2 separate regions of the Halichoerus grypus genome follow, and region 1 is linked to region 2. A link is a contact called in public Hi-C data. All regions are on one chromosome and are shown on one strand. The core of a region is the stretch at or near the end of the contact, and the rest is flanking DNA. Distances in the headings are between cores, read along the strand shown. Region 1 holds the start of AHI1 (Abelson helper integration site 1). Region 2 holds the start of BCLAF1 (BCL2 associated transcription factor 1).

Evidence for each region. Hi-C and Micro-C count contacts between places; a contact is called where the count stands out from the background.
Region 1: a Hi-C map of kidney shows a contact between it and region 2, with 5 times the contacts expected there. The contact joins the promoter of AHI1 here to the promoter of BCLAF1 in region 2. A contact is called at or near these places in 2 of 2 Hi-C or Micro-C datasets (kidney and skin).

Annotation. Positions count from the first base shown.
Region 1 is chr9:28,710,094-28,713,122 of mHalGry1.hap1.1, reverse strand. It overlaps AHI1 (Abelson helper integration site 1), which reads right to left and starts at 1,694. Exons shown (of 27, transcript XM_078054699.1): 1 at 1,423-1,694; 2 at 947-1,043.
Region 2 is chr9:28,041,930-28,045,129 of mHalGry1.hap1.1, reverse strand. BCLAF1 (BCL2 associated transcription factor 1) reads right to left here and starts at 1,652. Exons shown (of 12, transcript XM_078054692.1): 1 at 1,521-1,652.

The DNA of each region.
Region 1 (3,029 bases), core at 445-2,944, 670 kb before region 2:
ACAGTTGAACAAACACTAATACTACTTAATACAGCAAACACATTACAGAAATAATCATTTCCAAACATTAATGTGTCCCATAGCAAATACATTATAGAATTAATGACTAATATTTGATTAGTAACATCATTGGCAAAAATAAGGTCAAACCTAAAATGACATCCTTGAGTCTCATATATACCATTATTTTTTTTTATTTTTAAAGATTTTATTTATTTATTTGACAGAGAGAGAGAGAGAGCGAGAGAGGGAACACAAGCAGGGGGAGTGGGAGAGGGAGAAGCAGGCTTCCCGCTGCGCAGGGAGCCCGATGTGGGGCTCGATCCCAGGACTCTGGGATCACGACCTGAGCCGAAGGCAGACGCTTAACGACTGAGCCACCCAGGCGCCCTCATATATACCATTATTTTAAAGATTCTCCCTCACAAACCCTTTTATAGGAGCTGCTAAGAAATAATAGTAAAATTAACTGCACTACGTTTCATTTTTCTTTTTCTTTAAACATCTGATTTTCAGCCAATAAATGTCTAAAGATCAAGGGGGGAAGAAGCAGAGGCTTGGATAATTCACCCTTTAACTGAATTTTATAGCATAGGAAAAAAAACTAACAAAAACCCTGTAACATAATTCAACTGCTAAATCAAGATACTCTCCATATATAAACAAGATTCTAAATACGGTTTTAAAAAATTTTTGGTATTTGGATTTTTCAAATATTTTTAGAAATTTCCCAGAGTTCTCAGAACGAGCAATCTTTTCCCTGAAACTCCAAGCAGTAAGAGCAATAGTTAATGCAACAGGTGAAAAAATTGTTAGCATCGTTTTCTCAAAAAAGTAAAAGCCATACACTCCAGTGAGTATATGTTTTCACAGTAATGCTGAAATACAGCACAGCCATTGGCAGCGATTCTAAATAGTGTACTTTTTTTCTATTTGTATACATATCGAAATGACCCTTATAAACGTAACACATTGATCACCTTTTCTCGGATGTAATTAAGAAGGCATTTCACAGGTTCGAGATTCAGCACCAAGTTGACACCCTAAAAGGAAATAAACGTACTTAGTGCGTATCTGAGTTAAATGCTTTTAAGCCAGAATCCGGAGTGGGAAAGGCAAAGATTGCATTCCCTCCACGGTGGATCTGGACACCGCGCTGAGCACTCATGAGACAGGAGCCCAGGGAAGGGAGCGGGAAAGTACTTAGAGATATTCATTAAAAACTACATCCCACCGCTCGGCGGCACCCGGCGGGTCAGCCTGCGGCGGCGCAGTACGCGCCCCCGCCCCACCCCGCGGCGCACCGCCCCCGCGCCCTCGGACCCGAGCAGTACCCCAAGCCACCGCCCCCTCTGAGAGGGCCGGGGCAGGCCAAGCTCCCGGCCCGGGCTCCCGCCACCAGCAGGCCTGCAGCGTACTCACGGAGAACGGAGCCCAGAGCGGCCGACAATCAGTCCCGCCCGATCCGACGCCGGGACTGTGCGAAGCGGCTCCTCGCGCCGAGCGGGGCGGGAGCCAGGCACCCGCGTAGCCACCCTAGCCGCCAGCCTCTCCGGCTCTGAGAGCGGACCGGCTGCCGCAGTGCGGGCAGCGCGCCGCCCGCTGACGTCAGCGCCTGCCTACGCCACCGTTCCCACGACAACCGATGCGACCCGAGCTCTCGGTCTGGACCGCTGCCCAGCCTCGACGCCCCTCCGCGGCCCCGCCCCCGCGCCACCTACGCCGGGGCCTCGAGCTGCTGCAGTGCGGCGCCTGCGGAGGTGGTGCGCGCGCCCCGCCCGCGGGCCTTCAGGCCAGGGCCGGGCACGCGCTCTGGCGGCCGCGCGCGGGGCTCCTCGTGCCCGTGTAGAAAGCGCGAGGCCGCGGCCCTCCGAAGAAAGAATCTCTCGCCCTCAAGCGCCAAGGAGCCCTGCGAATGCGTAGGGTCTGAACCCATCTGGTCGTCACCCCCGAAAAAGCGTTCTGTCTCTCAGAACTGTAGCCAGCGCTGGAAAAAAAAACGAGAGGGGGCAGAGACAGGGAGGCAGTCGTGGAACCCGCCGAGGCCGAGAAGCATGAATGAGGCAAAGCAGCAGGCACGTCACCGCCCAAGCGAGCGCGCCCACAACATGAAACATTCTTTTAAACGCGGAGAATAGAGTTGTACTACAGACCAAACCTTAAGTAAAAAAATGTTCATAATTCGTGTGGCGCTGAGTTATCTCGCTAAGTGTTTGAAACAGAACAGAAAGAAAACCCGCACCCAGTGCCCCCTCCCACTTTCTAATTTCTGCCACAGGCGCCATTTTTAGCTCTGAGTCACCAGGGATGGAAAAATACTAGACAGGTCCCTCCCCCAACTCTTGAATTTCCTGCAGTTGTAGTCATACACCGAACTATAACCTGTTGCTTAGTTTGCAAAGTGAGAGCGTTATGTATATTTCTTTAGAGGCCAGCTTTTCTATTTATATTAGCATCATATTTCATTTTCTTTCTCCAAATCCTATGAGAATTCCGTGAGAAATATTATCAATCCAATGCATCTTAAACCGAACTGTTCAACTTTCCACCTAGAACCTACTCCCGTTTCTGGATTTCTGTTTTGGTTTAAGCCACCACCGTCCTCCCAGTGTTGTAAATACCTGTAGAGCATCCTAAATGCCTCTTACAACAAATTACGTCCATTCTACTCTTTTAACACCCCCAGTATATAGCCTATCCAACTTGACTCTGGCTGCCTCATACCAGGCTTCATTACTTCTATTATTGTGTGATGGCCTCTTTACCAGTCCCCTGACTCCAGTTTTGATTCCAGAATGCCATCCTCCATACTGCTACCAGAATGACTTCACTAAAAATGTAAATGACTGATAATGTCACCGTCCTGAAAATTCTTCAAAGGATTACCTGTAAAAGAAAATTTAGTTACTTTGCCTAGGATATAAGACACTCCATCTGCCTGGCTAGTTTCTTCTCTCATTGCCTCCTTTCAATGTTATGCTTCAGCAATACTGAATTACGTGTACCATGCAAAACAATCCATAACCTCT
Region 2 (3,200 bases), core at 403-2,902:
TATCTGAATGAAGGGGGATTCCAACGTTTACCCCAATGTTACAGTGAAAACATGGTATCCTTAAAACAAGATGGCTATGAGCCATCAGTACATAAACTTTGGGTTGCTCACCAAGAGTTATTTTAAACATACAATCCTTCTCATAGAATTACTTATCCTGAATTGGCTAGAATCACATAAACATGCAAATAAGCTTGTAGCGGTTTTTCCTATGTAAAGATTCTCTACTGTCTGAACAGTAGCCCAACCATTCCAAATAGAGTCAATGGGAATGAGAATTTACATGAGGATTAAGGAATTCTGGTTTCCTTTTTAATACCGAAGATAAATTAAAAGGCGCTGCTGCAAAAAGATGTATCTGAAGTAACTAATCTATTTATATCAGTTTTGGTCACATTTGCCTTCAACTTTAGTCTTAATTTTTTCAACCTAAAACTCAAAAAAAAAAAAAAAAAAAGACAGAGAAAAGTAGTTGCCAGCACCGCTGCTTGATTCTGATAAGATGAATCTTAAATGTGAAGAAAGCCAACCTATGGACTTAAAGTGGGGGCAAAGTCCTTAACCTTAACTCACCACTCCCACCGAATTACCCCAACTGTCTACCTATCATGGTTGCAACATTTCTGACTCGATATAAAGACCTGAATCACTTGCCAAAAAGACGTGGTTTCGCTTGTACTACTGGAAGACTGCCTTTTGGGTGAGGGGGCGGGGGAGAAACAACAGGGCCACTCATCAGCTAAGGCCTGCTCCCCAAACTAGGAAACGGTAACTAGGCACCAACTCTTAGAGTCGAGTGCACACGTTCGCTTCAAAACAAAGTGAGTTGCCAGGGGGATCCGAGATTAACCTCGGAGAAAACTGTCCCGCGACACCGAGGGCCGGAGGCGGATACCCGCGTCAGTGACGAGAGAGAGCAGACCACGTTCTTAAGGGAATAACAAAAAAACGGGGCGTAAACCGACGGGTAGCGTGAAGCCGGGAAAAGGGAATTTAAAGACGACGCGAAAACGGGTCAACCTACCCAAAGCACTTTGCTGCAGGTCATAGTTGTTTTATCAAAGCCCCAAAGCCTGGAAGAAAGGTGGCGCTCCCAGCCAATGAGAAGCGAACACAAGCGGCACCTCCAGCGGCCTCAGGAGCCGTAGGCTGAGAAAGGAGGAAGCGCGCGTGCGCCGGGCGAGCTTTCAGTCGGGGCCGAGGAAATGGGGGAAGGGTTGAAGAGGAAGATATGCGCACGCGCACGGGAAGGCCGCGCGGTCTCTGGGTTTCGAGCCAGGTTCGTAACCGCGCGCGCGCGCGCGCCGTTCTCGCTGCTCGCCCCACCCCCCACCTTTTCGACCTATAGTGCCCCAAAAACCTGAGGGGATCTGATGGAGAAACGCATAAATAACGGCGAAACGTCTCCTGGGTCCTTCTGCAGCCGCCAACCCGTCACTACCCACAAAAGATTCAACAATATTCACTCGTCCTCGGTATTTACTGCCCTTTGAGTGATTTGAATGCAGCATGAGGCCTACCTGAAACGCCGAAAGCACCGTTCCCGGGACTTATCTCCGTTGTAACTACACAGCGGCCATTTCCCGACTCAAGAACGGGAGGAAAACCATAGAGGTATCTTCGACGCGCTAGCTCGTCTCCGTCACTTCCGATTTGGGGCGTGGCCGCCAGTGCCGCTAAATATCTGGACTAGCCCCGCCCACCCTTCCGCCCTAAACCGGCTTCCTAGCTATTAAGATGTTGCCTGAGGCTTTCTGGGAAGTCTCGTGGCTGGTCTCGCGCGATGATCTGGCGGCTCCGCCCTCCGGCCTGGAGCTGCCGCCTCGCGGCGGTGACGGTAGACGGTGGGCGGGGTGTTTTGTTAGGCCATGGGGTCTCCTGGCCACGGGGTAGATTTCGCGCGAGTCTCTACCTAGCTTTGAAGGTACACTCTGGGCCTCTCTGTCGGCCCCACTTTTTGCTTGTTTGGTCTATTCTTTCTGTGGCGCCGACTCAGACCAAAAGCAAAAAGCCAATCTCACGCCGAGGAAAAGACAGGGAGGCTAGAGGGCTGTTCGCTCCCTGAGTCTCCTCTTGCCAGCAAGCGCCGAGTTTCTTCTTGGACGCCTTAACTGAAACTTGGAAGTGTCGCTTTGCTTTGATATAAAATGTGCCAAACGCACTTCGATAGTAGAAAAAGGGCCACGAGCTAAGCCCCCTTCCAGAGCGGGGTCAGACCAGCCCCGCTACCCCCAACGGAGTTAGCACCGCAGAGCTCTGAGCAAGTTAGGCTGTCCTGGTTTGCATCAGAGGCTGCTGCTGCTTTCCTCCCGACGCTGCTAAAGCATTACCACTTAGGCACCTCGGAATGTTGGCATAGGCATAAAAATAATGCAGAGCACGAAGCGTAACGATCATTTGTGCCGGCGGAGAAACAGCCCAATATAACTTGGTCTGCCAGAAATATAAGTCAGATTATAAATAGGCAAGCCACGTTTGATTTGGACAGAATTTCAAATAAAAGCCATAGCGCATTTTCTATTAATAATTTGTCTGGGCTGCACTTTCTTCCTTAGGCCCTAAAACCGTTATTACTTTGATGTTTAGGGACTTAAACTACCTTAAAGGATTTCAAAGTTATAATTAGCAACCAGTCTTGTGTCAGTTAAATCCAGTGTTGGGCCCTAGTTGTGAATTTAACACTGTGCTTCGGGCATTCTTTCCTGACAATCCGATTTACCAGCTCAACTAGAAAAAAATAACTTCATTTTCATGGGATAAATTCACATTTTTCTCTCACTGTACAGCTTGCCCCTAGCCCAACCACCATCACCACCATCCGAATGTGGAAAAAGTAATCTTTGGCCTATGTGGTGCACTGATAAGTCCCAAGCATTTAGTAGGTGCTCAGTAAGTATTTGTTGAATGGGTGAACTATATTAAAAGAAAAAAACCTAACCATTAATAGCTCAATAGAACTCTACTATTCTGCATGTATGGGGGGTGGAAAGTTGTTGAAAGGTTTTAATCAGAGGTCTGACATGATCTATTTGAAAAAGATCTTTAAGTTGCTATGTGAGAAATGGTTGACACTGGGCAGGGAGATCAGTTAGGATGTTGTTTTAGTAGTTTAAATGAGGTAATGATGATCATGGTGAGAAAAGGAAAAATTGTAAATATATTTTAGAAATGAGATTGACAGGTCTTCCTGATGGAATGTA